Linked DNA regions of Mus musculus: regions 2 and 3 are each linked to region 1. Evidence: chromatin contacts called from public capture Hi-C and promoter capture Hi-C data. All regions are on one chromosome and are shown on one strand. The core of a region is the stretch at or near the end of the contact, and the rest is flanking DNA. Distances in the headings are between cores, read along the strand shown. Region 1 holds the start of C2cd3 (C2 calcium-dependent domain containing 3). Region 2 holds the start of Arrb1 (arrestin, beta 1). Region 3 holds the start of Arhgef17 (Rho guanine nucleotide exchange factor (GEF) 17).

The links. Promoter capture Hi-C pulls out the DNA fragments that hold promoters and counts their contacts. Capture Hi-C pulls out chosen DNA fragments and counts their contacts.
Region 2: a contact with region 1 is called in a capture Hi-C map of macrophages, with 4 times the contacts expected there. The contact joins the promoter of Arrb1 here to the promoter of C2cd3 in region 1. A contact is called at or near these places in 2 of 115 datasets of contacts at active chromatin or transcription factors (astrocytes and bone marrow-derived macrophages) and 1 of 9 other capture datasets (macrophages).
Region 3: a contact with region 1 is called in a promoter capture Hi-C map of embryonic stem cells, with 2.1 times the contacts expected there. The contact joins the promoter of Arhgef17 here to the promoter of C2cd3 in region 1. A contact is called at or near these places in 3 of 39 promoter capture datasets (embryonic stem cells, neutrophils and pre-B cells) and 1 of 115 datasets of contacts at active chromatin or transcription factors (astrocytes).

What each region holds. Positions count from the first base shown.
Region 1 is chr7:100,369,939-100,374,739 of GRCm38.p6, forward strand. C2cd3 (C2 calcium-dependent domain containing 3) reads left to right here and starts at 2,295. Exons shown (of 33, transcript NM_001017985.3): 1 at 2,295-2,558; 2 at 4,326-4,595. The coding sequence starts at 2,504. Ppme1 (protein phosphatase methylesterase 1) reads right to left here and starts at 1,958. Exons shown (of 14, transcript NM_028292.2): 1 at 1,785-1,958. The coding sequence starts at 1,885.
Region 2 is chr7:99,532,914-99,537,714 of GRCm38.p6, forward strand. It overlaps Arrb1 (arrestin, beta 1), which reads left to right and starts at 2,573. Exons shown (of 16, transcript NM_177231.2): 1 at 2,573-2,885. The coding sequence starts at 2,866.
Region 3 is chr7:100,929,905-100,934,705 of GRCm38.p6, forward strand. It overlaps Arhgef17 (Rho guanine nucleotide exchange factor (GEF) 17), which reads right to left and starts at 2,257. Exons shown (of 21, transcript NM_001081116.1): 1 at 1-2,257. The coding sequence starts at 1,835.

The DNA of each region.
Region 1 (4,801 bases), core at 1,045-3,544:
CCTGAAACATGTAGAGTTAGTTTTAAAACTAGCATTTAATATATCTGTACAGGTGAGTGCCAGTGTACTGAAAGATCCAACTGTAATTAGGAAAAAAACAGCTCCTAAGCGAGGTGTGGCAGGAGGATCAAGAGTTCAGGGTTAGGCTTGGCTTATAAAGTGTGACCATATCCCCCCCTTCCCCCAAAAAATTAATAACTAAAAAAAAAAACACATGAAGAATCATTACATTTATTTTTATACTTCAGGCTAATTTTCCAAAATAATGGTATAGGTCAGCTTCCAAATTTTCTTTATGTTAAAAGTTCAATCTTTATGTCTTTTCGAGACCAATCTTTATTTTATCTTATAACAAGCTTTCCATTTTACCTGCTATTATGCCTCCTCAGTCAATTTTTTTCTATTATAGATCATAACCTCTTGGATTCAGATTTTACCAATCATTTTAATAGCAGGACTCTCTCTCATCTCCTATACTCAGTCTTCACAGAACTGCATACATCTTTTCTTGCCTTTTGGTCAGTCTGTGGAAATTCTTGAAATATATCTACCAGCTTCTCTCTCCAATCCCAAATCCAACATAGGTCTCTTTTCTCTTTACCATCAGTAGTCCTCCAAATAGCCCAATGACTATCCAGTTCTCTCTGCCTTCCAGCAGCTCTTACTAGGATGTTCAACTATCACGATTTCTCCAGCAGGCAAGCATCCTATAACTATAAATGACACAGCCTGTCAGGGATCTAAATTTCTAAAGTTTCTTTCATTAGCTCAGCTTTTATATTGGGAGTGTAGCTCAGTGATGTGGCATTTATCTAGTTCTGGGTTCCAGCCTCAACACCACAAAAATTAATAAATGTTTCTAACCCACACACATAAGCACACACACACACTCAAGCCCTACTCCCTTTCCAGCAAACCATTTACTCCCATTTTATTGTTAAGTGGTTACTCCCAGTGCTTCACTAAGTCTAATTCTTAGACCAATAGATAGTTTCCCTCAGGTCCCATTTGCTTGGCAAAACAAAACAATTGACAAAATCTTCTTTGGTTTTCAGATTTTACCTCTCCAGTGCTTCCATTTAACAAATCCTACTCGAAATTATTTCTCAGTCTCTGGGATATCAGTGGTCACTGTTCCAAACTCAGCTGTCTTCCTCATCACACCCCCCCTATTTCCCTAGCCTCTGGGCTCACTCCCTTGATAACAGTCCCCTAGCCATGTTCTCTGTCTTTCCTTAGGCCTATTCTCCAAGTTTTCTGATTCACCCCCTCATTCTCTGAACTTGACTCTTACACTTCTGGAAACTTTCTCTAGAACCTTCTACTCCCTAGTCTTTGCCTCAGATGTTTTCTATAACCCTCAGGTAAAAACCTTCTTACTCCTGGCTCACTTACTTGATTCCCCAAACCCGTCAACTTTTCTCTCAGTCATTCCCTATTCCCCTCAACGATGCCAGATTTCTCCTCATCTCACTGATTCACTCTTTCTCCCAGACTCATCACTTCTAGAGTTGATTCCCGTCATCCCTTAGATTATCCTTTCATTTTCTCAACCTTGTCCTTATTCCCCTTCTCCAACAATGTTATCAGTCCTCCAGTGGACTACTCCCTTAGCGCCTCACCTAGTCCCCAAATCTACCTTCTACTCTATCTAAACACCTCCAGGCCAAGGCCAGCATTTCCTCCAATTCACAGCGTCCCTTCCCGTGGCACTCTGAATGCCCAGACACCAATCTCCAATGGCCTGGGCCTGGTCTCCTGGGAGAGTGGTACAAGTCACGTACCCCATCCGCATCTTGGCTCCGCTCTGACTGCCCCCGCTGCCGGGTAGAGGAGGGCGAGAAGGTAGGCGGCCGAGGTGCATGCTTTTTTCAAGGGCCGACATCAAAGGGAGGCCGCACGTCGACAACAGTGGCCCAAGGTCCGTCCCACGATACGTGCAGTACAACCGGTCACAGCTCTCTCCTCTAACGACGCCCAGTCGCCTTTGGACAGCAACCAGCCACCGGCAGCGCCGCCTACCGCCCACTGGCTCAGTAAGCCCCGCCCCCTCGCCGCAGCGCTTCCACCGGAAGTGCGCAACAGCCTTCGCACAAAGGAAACTGGGTAACGGAGTCTGCGGATCTCTCAGACTCCTATCAGAGAACTCGACAACCCTAGCAGGAAGAGACCTCTTGAAGGCAATGCATGCTGGACAATGAAGTCCTCAAATAGTGTATCAATTTGCGCTTGCGCAGATGCAGGTGCCCTGGTCCAACTTGGCCAAGGTAGGGAAGCAAAGCATCATGGGTGTTGTAGTCCATTTGCAGGGGCTCTAATTGGCGCCTTCTTTTGGCACCGCTTTCCGGGAACTGTTGGTGAAAGAGTGTTTCTTCCTGCGTCCCAGGCTTCCCAGCGGCGCCCGTTGCCGGGGAACGCAGGCGCCGTGGGAAGGGATGGCGGGAGCGTACAGCTTAGGAGCTGGCACCTGCGTTGAATTTGTGACGAAGGGCCCAGGCTCGGGATGAAACAACGGAAAGGCCAAGGGCCTGGGGGCGGCCGTGGGCGCAAAAAGAGAGGTAACTTTATTTCTTTAAGGTTGAGAAAAGCATAAAAGGGCTAAAGAATTCTAAGGAGACTTCCACCCGCTCCGGTTAAACAAAACAAAACAAAACAAAAGAGGACGGAAGAGAGACTAACTAGGGAACCAGAAAGTTAAGAGAATTTTTTTTTTTTTTAAAGAATGGAAAGGAAGTAGCGCCTGAGGGTCGATAAATGAGGCAAGTGAGGATTAATAGATACGGATAGGAGAACAACAAAATTAAACGTGCTCTTTTTACGACAGGGATACACGTATGTGTGTTAGAGGTATTCGGAGTAGGGGGAAGGGACATAACTCTGTCCGGAAAAACCTTAGATGGTGAAAGGGTGTGTGATAGAGGACATCGTGAAACCTGTAACCCAAGCTTACTCAAAAAGCAAATAAAACCACTTATATATATATATACCCTTCTACTTCTCTGATTTTTTCCTTGGGAAGCGATTGCGCTTCATAAGAATATACTGAGATCTCATCAGGAATCAATACAAGGAGTTTTTTCAACTAAAACAGTTTGTGTCCTGTAGCATGAAGAAAAAGATCTACCATAAAGCGCAGGGATAATTCGTTGAAATGGAAACATATGTGCATATATGGACTGCTCCTCACTTAGAATGACTTGAATCCAACTTAAATCCTCTTAGTTATCCAGCTCCTATAAGGGGGCCCTATGAACCCCAGGCTGGCCTTGAACTTGATCCGCCTGCAGAAAAACTCTTGGTTTTTTTTGTTTTGTTTGTTTGTTTGTTTGTTTTGTTTTTAAGTCTTCTCTAAATCTTTCAGAAAAGGTACTGACTGAAAGGAAAGCCAGAGTTGTAACTGATCGCTTCATTTACATATTATTCATCACCTTTCTGAACTCTAGTAAGATTTGACGTTAACATTTTGAACCCAGAACCAAAGGTAGCAGCAAACCTAAAAATGTTAGTCTCTGTCCTTGACTGTATGGTCTTGACAGCAAAGACAATTTAAGAGTGAGATAAAGAGCCTGCTGTGGTGGGCTAGCCTTTAAGCCCAGTACTTGGGAGGCAGAGGCAGGCAGATCTTTGTGAGTTCAAGGCCAGCCTGGTCTACAAATCAAATCTAGGCCAGCCAGAGCGGGTTACACTGAGGATCCCTGTCTCAAAACAAACAAACAGAACAAAAAAAGAGTGAGGTTAAGAATAATGTATCTTCTCCATTATTTTATTTATTCATTTTACATCCCAGTTGCTGCCCCCTCTACCGACCTCACAGAGTCCCTCTCCCACGATAACGTATCTTAACTGTGGTCAACTATGGATTTACAACAGTATTAAACAAAACTTCCAACTACGGAGATTTTAAAATCTGTCCACTGGTTTTATTGTCTTTATGCTTTTCAAATAATATCTTTCAATTAAAGAAAAGTTTGGATTAACATAAGTGACCAGGTAGGTTATTTTATGGCCTGTTTTTCTAGTTACTTCTCAGTTCTGTTAGGAAAAGCCTTCTCTGTCGACACTGAGTTTTATTTTTCATTCAAAGAATATATAGGGTATATAGACCTTATCCCAGCTCTCAGGAGGAAGAGGCAGGTGGATCTCTGCGAGTTTGAGGCCAGGCAGTTTTAAGTAAGTGAATTCCAGACAAGCCAGGATTACCTAGTAAGATGTCTAAAAAAAAGAAAAAAAAAAAAAAAGAAAGAAAGAAAAAGAAAAAAAAAGCAGAAAATTCTGTTTTCCATAGTTGGACCAGATTTTGACTGAGTGTGTTGTATTCCTCGTAGGTTTGAGTGACATTTCACCGTCTACAAGCCTGCCACCTCTGGTTGAAGGGCAGTTACGCTGCTTTCTCAAACTCACTATTAATAAGGTTGTATGGAAGATTGCGAAGCCTCCTACTTCTGTACTTGTCCGAGTAAGGTGGTGGGGAGAAACATCCGATGGAACCCTCTTTTGTCCCAGAGATGCATTACAGACTGAGCCAAAAGCTGTGAGAACAACTACCCGTTACGGGATTCGCTGTGGTCCAAAGCAGTTTACCTCGTATCTGACAGGTATGGCTTTGTTGTATTGTCTTAACTGCAAACCTGACTTGAAACGTGCTTGTTGTCAGCAGCCCATCAATTAAACAGACACCATCTTTAAACTGTCTTTCCTGCCAAGAACATACAGTCAAGGACAGAGACTAACATCTTTTGATTTTCCCACCACTTTTTAGAGCTGGGTTCATAATAACTTTGAATCTCACCAGATTTCAGAA
Region 2 (4,801 bases), core at 1,323-3,822, 840 kb before region 1:
TTGAATGAATACATCAGTGCTTTCCTTAGGCCTGATAGATGTAAGTGTTTTCTTAACGGCCCCCTTTGCCTCCCATTCTAGACCCCTCTCTCCATTGAAAGCTCTGTCCTGCTTGACACCAATCTGTAAATTCCCCAGAACCACAACTGGCACAAGAAACAACTATTAAAAACAACAACAAGAGCCGGGTTGTGGTGGCGCACGCCTTTAATCCCAGCACTTGGGAGGCAGAGGCAGGAGGATTTCTGAGTTTGAGGCCAGCCTGGTCTACAGAGTGAGTTCCAGGACAGCCAGGGCTACACAGAGAAACCCTGTCTCGAAAAAAACAAACCAACCAACCAAACAAACAAAAAAACAAAAAACCAAAACAAAACAAAAAAGAAAAACAACAACAAGAACACCAAAAACCCAGCCAAATTCTGTCTATGTTCTGTGTTTGATTCCTGTTGAGGAAAGCTGGGGAAAAGAGAGGCCAAGATCAAGAGGAGGCTATGGGGGGCTGGGGAGATGGCTCAGTGGTTAAGAGCACCAGCTGCTCTTCCAAAGGTCCTGAGTTCAATTCCCAGGAACCACATGGTGGCTCACAGCTATTTCTAGAGAGTGCAGAAGCCCTCTTCGTGCATGCAGGTGTATATGCAGATAGATCACCCATATACATAAAATAAATAAATCTTTAAAAAAAAAAGAGTCTGTGGATTTGGGTGAGCCATTTAATTTCTCTAAGCACCAGTTTGTTCATTCATTTTAGAAAAGGCAACCAAGCATTTAGCTCATAGAGTTGCAAGTGCCAAGTAGCACCAGGCACACCTCCCACCCCTCATGGGTTTACAGGCTAGAAAGGATGCTCTTGACACCTTGAGCCACGTGTTGACACCCGCCAGCTACCAGTCTGTTCAGTGTCCCTCAGTGTTAGAGCCATGCTTTCCAAAGCTGGTCTAGAAAGAACTACGTGGGGGTGGGGGCGACCTGGAGCCATCTGGGGCATCTTTCTGGACTGTTGGTTTGCTGAGAAGTGATCGACAACATTGTTTGTTTTAGTGACATGACCGCAGATACTTACTAAGTAGGATGGCGAATGTGCTTTGAGCATCGGCACTGGGCACTGTCCTGAGTTCATCGGGCTTGGACGAAGCCCCCGTGGAGAGTACAAGACCAGGCCTCTTGATTTTGAGCTCACAAAGTTTGCTTCCTGCTATCAATAGAGAACCCTACTCTGCTCCTTTCAAGAGCCCCCCACAACGGCCTGCAGAAGGGTCAGGTGGCTTCCTGCTCTGCCCTGGTTGGAGGAAGGGAAGATCCCAGAGGCTAAGAAAGGGCAGGTGAAGTTACAGACCTTAATCCACTTCCTCTTAGCTCTTACCATTGCCCAGATGTGGACCACCCTGCCTGTCCATTAGCCTCTACCCACCCCTCCCCAATCTGGACATAATTATAGTCATTATCCTGGGATATTATTACCAATTCTATAAACAGCACACTCTATGTAAACAGCATAGGTAACTGCTTCTGAACATAATTACAGGAGATGTTTCCAGACCCCGCAATTGCATCAGAGTAAATGATAGCTTCCTTTCCTATCGTTAATACTCCGATATTAGGGACCTATCAGTGCCAATTAGTCAAACTCCAGCAGTGAGGGGCTGAGGACCTTACATTCCTCCCACTGCCTCAAGATCCCTTCTAGGAGAAAATGGATTCAAACCCTTTCCTACCCCTTCTTAGCCTCTGAACTCTACCCTCCCACTGCACACCGGCTACTTCTCCAGGGGTAGGAAACGTAAGGAAAGTCAAGGTTTCCAAGGATACCAAGAAAGCTGCAGACAGTAGACTCTGCTGGACACCGCTGTGTGCAGGTGTCTGCCCGCAAGAACAAGCAGATTCCTTCAACAATTGAACAGGACATCTGCTGGTCTTAGGACCCAGCCAATAGACCTGAAATGGGCTGAGTGGTGTCCAGAGTCATTACAGGCACCTAAGCTAGGCCTGGGTGCTATATCAATGATGCTAGATGCTACAGGCCACCAGCTAGTTGGCTCTCGGTCCCTTCTTTATCTCCTGTTCTCACTGCTTCCTCTTTCTGCCTGCCCCTCCCCTTTCCACTCTCATCTGCTCTCCAGCATTGCAGTCCGCTGCCCGCCCCCACCCCTTCTTCCTGTCCCTGTTGTGTCGTTGGGTGGTATCTCTCCAGAAGGGCGGGGGTGGGGAGGGTGGAGCAAAGGGCGAAGGCCTGGCTAGGCTTTTGGAATCTTTCGCTGTCCTCACACAGGGGCGCCTCTGAGGCTGGGCCTTGAAGTCTGCGGATTTTCCGCTTGCTTCTATCCGCAGACACAAAGGCCAGTCCTGGCGTGCGCGGGAGAGAGCGCTCGCACCCACGACTGTGAGCACACATACACAACTGCACAAAGACGTGCTACCTCTACACACACACACACACACACACACACACACACACACTCTCTCTCTCTCTCTCTCTCTCTCTCTCTCTCTCTCCACACCCCACCTCCCGACAGGCTCGCGCGCACAGCCGTGCACACGCACCAGCACTGGCACGCGCTTGCGTGCACGCGCTCCCGTGGACCAGCCGCGGCCGGCCACGCAGCCCTCACTCTCTGGGCGCGCACACGCAGAGCCGCGCACGGAGGCATACACGCGCGCTCACACCCGCACGCTCCACGCCCCTGGCGGCGGCCTGGGCGCTGTGCTGCTCGAGCGACGGGCGGGGACCCGGGCGGGGGCGGCGGCGGCGACAGCGGAGGAGGCGGAGCGGGGTAGCCGGGAGCGGGCTGGCCCGCGCTTCTCCTGGCGGCCGGGGATTTTCCAGCCTGGACGCTGACGCCGCGGACCTCCCTGCGGCCGCCGCGGACCATGGGCGACAAAGGGACACGGTGAGTGCGGGTGGCCGCCCTGTCCCACGCGCGCGTGGGGACGACCTGGGCGAGGGCACGGGCGGAGGTTCCAGTCAGCGTCACCCGGGATCTGGCACTCTGTTGTCCTCCCAAGTCTCTTGTGTGGTTCTCTGGCCAGAACCATGTGTACCGAGGCACCCAGGGTGGGCCACCCCATTGGGTTCACGGCTCCTGGCCGAGACGAGCTCACACACCCAGCCCTGGTCGATAGACTTCAGGACGCTCTGGGGCAGGCTGACACACAACACACAAGCTCATAAACACATGAGCACCCTTCTGCAGGCACACACTGACAGTCGTTGCCACACTTCGCATTTGTGACACGACGACGTCACATACGGTCTCTCACGCACACACCAGTCTGTCAACACATTCTTGCTGTCAGTCCTGTTAGCATACACAGGTCCCACTCGAACACGCACCAGCTCTAACAACACCCTCGTGTTGCTACACACATGCGGGCATACACCGACATACGTAGCCTGGCACTTGGGTGCTGCAAAGCACGGTCTAAGCTAGTACGTGCAGTCTGTCAACCCTCTCTGACGTGACACGATGTGGCCACAGGTCTTAGTGACACATCAAGGCTAACCACACACATGCAAGGCATAAAATGCCTGCAGGGACTGACATCCTCAGAGCAGTGGATACACTCACTTCTGACTCCTCATAGCAGGGCCGGGAACACAGGTCACAGAGTGGAAGGCTCTGAGACCTGGAAGGCAGGTCCCCATTCACATGGCTTTCTTCCCCTCTGTCCTCCAAAGCACATAGCTAGGGGCTCCATGTAGCTGAGGGAGGGTGACGGGAACTGTTTTGTAGAGCTTGCCTTGAGAGGAAAGGTTAGGCCCTCGAAATGGAAACTAGGTCAAAGTAGGAGGGCTAGGGAGGGGCAGGGAAGCTCGTGGGGTCAACCCTTATGACCAGACTGGTTCACCTTCCTGGCCCTTGAGAGTCTCCTTGCCATCTTCTCTGGCCCCTCCTCTAGCCTCCCTGCACCTGCCGTTTACCATTGCTTTCCTTATTACTCTTCTGTTTGTGTCCTTCCCTCTGCCTTTACCTCCTTTCTTCTGATATTAATTTATTTATTAAGCCCCTGTTGTATACTAGGCATAGCCTAGGGCATAAGAGATGATCAGAAAGGAAGCATCCCTGCAGTCACATGTTGGGACCCTTAAACAAAATGACTCATTGCCCACTGACAGCTGAGCCTCAGCAGTGAGTGAAAGCAGCTACAGAGGTTATTCCCATTTCCCAGGAGCAGAAACTGAGGCATAGTGGTAGCTCAGATACCTCATGTTTAGAAACTGCCTCCCACCAGCCTTCCTACTGATGGCCCTTCCTGGAGGTTAATTTTCCTATTCTTGTTTCCCAAAGAGGAACCAAAGGGTGAGAAAGGTCACTTGCCTTGCTGAAGGTCAGGAGGGGGCAGAGGCCAGGGTCCACTGTGTCTGTGGCTCTCCTTGGAGCTGCACTGTGTGCACCCTGGGTGTAAGGACTAGCAAGGGACCCACTTGGTGCAGAGACACAGTTTTGGGAGACTGCAGAGAGCTATGAGGTGTTTGCATTAACCTTGAGGGCCACCGTAACTGGTTGGTCAACACTGTGACCTAGGCCTCAGTCATTGGAGGAAGGATGCTAGGATGCGGCTCTCTTCAGCCACACCTGTCCCCCTCCCCACTTAGAGACCCTCTGGCGCTGCAAGGTCGAGCTTTGCTCCCTGCAGAGCACAGCAGGGAGTCAGCAGCCACTGGATTCTTCTTTGTTCTCCAGTGCTGCTGGTGACCGGGGTGACTCAGCCTTGCTGGGCCTCTCTGTAACTAGGGGAGAAGTGTCACAGCTCCCTGATACCTTGAATTGTCATAGGATGAGGACCTTGTGAGCCTCCAGACACC
Region 3 (4,801 bases), core at 1,007-3,506, 560 kb after region 1:
GGACTTGTAGGGCAGACATCATTTCCATCGTCCTGCTGTGCACCCATTCGCTGTATCTTCTCAAAAACCTGACGGGCTTCCTGTACATACTGATCCTGGACCACGAGTGGCAATGGGTCTTCCTCTGCCCCAGAACCTGCCAGTAGGAGCTCTGAGGAGCTAGGCTTCAAGGCACTGGTGCGGAGCAGGCGCCGGGCCATGGGCTTTTCCGAACAGCTGAATGACTTTGCTCTGCGTAGGGTAGCTGTCAGGTCCTTGAGGGTGGGCCGGGTGGTGGGTGACGTTGGACTTTGAGACAGTGTGGACTCCGATTGTTCCATTGGGCTACCTGCTGATGGTGAGTCTCTGCCATCTAGGGGCCTGTTCCCAGGGCCCCCACTGGGCTTTCGGACCCTCAGTTCTGAAAGGTCTGAACGAAGGAAACTGAGCAGCGTCAGGGTTTCAGAGGCGATATCTGGATTCGATAGGGACTTTCGTTGTCGGTTCTTATCTAGGTCCAGTCCTCCATCCCTCAGCGGCCTGGCAGTGCCTACAGGTCCCTTACTGCGGGACCTCGTCTGGGGCCGCAGAAGAAGCCCATCTCCAGTTCCAAAACTTGGGGATCGATATACACCCCAGCCCACAGAACTACGGCTTGACCATAGGTCGTCATCTTTGAGGGTCTCTGTGCTGGAATAGCGACTACTTCCTCGGGAGCCAGCTGGGCTGGCCAGGTACGCAGGAAAGCTCACCTTAGCCACACGGAAAGGTGCACCCCCAGTGTCGGACATAGGCCTTAAGCTCTCTTGGGGACCTGGGAGGCATGGCTGTGTACCAGTACCCCACTCATCCATTGAGGTTCTTGGAGACGTCGGAGGTTCGGGGCTCCCGACACCCCCCGCTGATCCCAAGCCTCCCGGATTTAGCTCGTCACTGTCCTGGCTGCAGCCGTGAACCAACTGAGAGCGTCCAGGCCGGAGACCTCTCCCTCTCCAGCGACGGCCATCCTCACCATTTGGGTCCTCGTCACTGCCCGAAGAGTGGCCGCCGAGGTAGGCCGGACTCTGAGGCCCAAGCTGCGACTGCGGTCCCTCCTCTTCCTCCTCGCTGGAACTAGCAGCCCGGCTGCGGCTGACAGGATAGGAGGAGGCAATGGAGGAGGAGGAGGAGGCCCGGGCCCCGGCCTGCGGTTGGGAGAAGCTATGCCAAGAATGTAAACCATCCGCCGGACGCTGCGCCCGCTCCTGTTGCTGGTGCTGCCGACGTCGCCTCCCCTCGATCCCGGGCCCGGACAGCGGCCGCGCAGAACGCAGGCCAGCCAGAGGAAAGCACGTTCGAGGAGGTGGCGTCGGAGGTTGCCGGGGATCGCGAGTTGGGGGCTCCCACGAAACTCTGTCGGGGCTGGTCGACCCCAGGGCCTCAGAGTCCATACTGGGTCGTCTGGAGCTCGGACCGCCGAAGAGTTTGCGCATCTCTGTGACGCTGGGCCAGGCCCCACGTTCAGAGCCTTCCGCAGCTTCTTCTGTGGTGCCGGAGGAGCAGCCCCCGTCCCGGGTACCAGTGGAGTCGTCGTCCAGACCCGCCGCGTCGAAGCGCCGGGAGAGCTGGCGCACCGATGGCGAGAGGCTGCGGAGCGGGCGCGGCTGCGCGGGGGCGGCCGGGGGCCCCGACGCCAGCTTGGACACGCGCCGGGAGGGCTGGCCCGGGACTGCCGCGGCTGGCCGGCACGAAGCTCGGCGCCGCAACCCAGGGGTGTCCGCGTCCTCCTCCCTCGGCCCCGGTCCGCCGCTCCAGCGCTCCAGCAGTTTAAACGAGACGCTGCGATAAAGTGGGGGTCGAGGTGACCCGTCCGCCATGGTTGGTGCTAGTCACTCCGGGGGGGCTGGCCTCGGGACGCCGCGGCCAACCCCCCCTGCACTCCCACTCCGAGGGCGCGCAGTGGCCACGGTCCGAGAGCCTGGGTCCTGCACCCGCAGCGTGCGGCGGCTGTGGAGGAGGGTGCGGAGACGTGAGCAGAGGTTTATCAGTCGAAGATCAAGTTTCCGCGGCTACAAAAGGCAGGAGTTCCATCCTGGGCGGCCCCTCTCGCCCCTGCGGCGACCCCAGGCCCAGCCTTAGCCTCTGCGGGAGAGGCCAGGGACATCGCGGTCCTGCCGGTGAGGGGCCTAAGGCTCGGTTCCTGCACTCAAAGTCCGCCTGCCAAGCCCGGCGGCCCGCCTGCCTCCCCTCGAGCTCCCGCTCCAGCTCCCTTTCCCTCCCTCTAAGCAGCTAGCTCTCTGCTCCCTTTTGTTGCAAATAAACTTTGAGGCAGAGGAAAGGGGGCGGGGGGCGGGGCCTGGCGCCCAAAAGAGGGGGTGGGCTCCGGGAGCGCGCGAGGCTGGGAACACTGTGGGGGGAGGGAATCGGGGAGGAGCCGAAGGAGAAACAGGATGCTAGGACTTTTGTAGACCAAAACGACCCTCTAGGGGAGTCGGCTGCGAAAGCCGCGGGCTGATCCTCCCTGGGGACTCCTTCAGATACCCACAGGAGCTGAGAGTGGACAGCTCTGCATAAAGTAGTCCCCGCTTTCACGCGGGAACCTCTGCCGCAGGGGCTCCAACATGGCAACCCAAGACCCAAAAACTCAGGTACACACCGAAACTCAGGTACACGCAGAAACTCTCCTGGCCGGAAAAGAGGTGGGGCCCAGGGAGACGTAGGTGGGGCAGGCCCACCGGAGCGCTTGTGGTTCCCCACCTTGCTCAGACCACGCCCCGTACTCATCCTTCAGTGGCGAATCCCGCCGCACCACGCCCATGTCCCGCCCCTCACTCTCCCAAACGCTCCACCTATCTCCCACCTCCCTCTGGTTTGTCCCTCGCTGACTGTCCCTTAACCCACCCAATGCTGCTTTAGCAGTCCCACCACTCAGGACTATTACACACAACTTCCCCCGCCATTTTTCCAGTTGCCACGCCCCCTGCCCTCTAAGGCCTGGCGTCCTCTAATCTCTAAGACTCCGCTCCCCACGTCTTTCTGCGGTCGGGGTACGTTGCTCTTGCGCCCTCTGCGGGCAAGATTCTCCGCTTTCTCCAAACTCCGTAGAGATAAAACTTCATCTTCCCACAACCAACCATAGAAGGGTTAGGAAGGTTTCACTTGCTTACAGGCGTTTCCTGCCCCCTTTGGCAAGCACTCTGCCCTTTCTTTGGCCTCCTGCACAAAAGGTGTTTGCACGGGAACGCCCTCAACTTCCCTCCGCCAAACCTATACTCCTACCTGTGGGTGCTCCACCCTCCAGACCAGGAAGGTGTCTCTCCCGCTGCAACAATGATCTACCCTAGACCTCCCCTCCCGCTCCTGCTGCAGTCTAGCAAGTCTAAAATTGTTCTGGTTACTGGGATGTCAACTTCGCACCTCTGTTAGGTCCCTTTTTGCCCAGAGGCTTTAAATGTAGGACTCCACACCTAAATGAATGAAAATATATGGACTGCCTAGGACGTACGGGTAACATTTTAAGTATTTTATTTAATCCTTAGGCCACCCTTGGGGATAGATGTTATTAGAGAAGTCACAATAGCCATTGCAGAAGTCAGAGGGAAAGGATAGCTCTAGGTGTGGCTCAAATCCAGACTTTAAAGTTGTCAATCATCACGGTTTTTTTTAGAGATTTTGATGAAGAAGGAGGGTCTGATTCCTTTAAGTTCCAGCAGCCTTTCTCTTTGTGGGTGGTGGGCAGAACCTAGCCTCTTTGGGGACAGAGGACAGTCTAGACTGCTTCAAACTCACCCAGCTCTGTTATGTGTAGGCCCCATTCCTCCAATGTTCACTTAGTAAGCATTTAAGGTCAGTGGTAAATGCTTACCCAACCAACCCCAGGGCCATATGGGTCCCAGCCAAAGATACTCAGCTCAGTGGAGATCAAGGCAGTCTTGAGGGCAGAATGCTAAGTGCAGAATAAGGGAAGGCAGCCTCTAGCACAGTGGCTCTCAACTTTCTTGATGCTGCAACCCTTTAACACAATTTTTCATGTTGTAGTGACCCCCATCATAAATTTATCTTTGTTGCTATTTCATAACTGTAATTTTGCTATTGTGAACCCATAATACATATATCTGTGTTTTTCAATGATCTCTGGAAACCCCTTTGAAAGGGTCATTAGGCTCTAAAGGGGTGAGGCACACAGGTTGACAACCACTGCTCTTGGAGGACCCCAGGCTGGATTGCTGCTCGATCAGCCCCCAGGGTAAGAAGGTAGCTCTCTTAGTTCTGGATCATCCGTTAGTTTGTAGGAAGCCTCCAGGTATGGAGATAAGAAGCCTCCTGCAAGACCTTCACACCATTGTGTCTCAGCTCTGTCTCAAAGGGTCTATGAGGTATATCTTGCCCTCTCCACTGGCAAATTAGTATGCAAAGAAGAGAACCCGATGGGTTTGCACCTCTCTACTCTGCCTTGCTGGGATGCAGAGTAAACAAACCTCTATGCTTCTTTGAGCCTCAGCTGCCTTGTTTGAAAAGTGAGGAATGGGTCAGCTTTCCCCTAAGCAAGTTTAGGTGTTCACTGTCTCCCTCCGTAGTGATGGTTCCCACAGCTCGATGTGTCCTGCTGAGATCACACCCAGGGCTTTGGGCATGCTTAGTCGTCACTCTACTGCTCAGCATTGAAATGTGTGCTTTCCCAGTTTCTTCACACTGTTCATTTCTTCTTTGCTTTGTTTATTTTTCGAGACAGGGTTTCTCTGTGTAACAGCCCTGGCTGTCCTGGAAGTCATTTTATAAACCAGGCTGGCCTCAAACTCGCAAAGATCCATCTGTCTGCCTCTGCCTCCCAAGTGCTGGGATT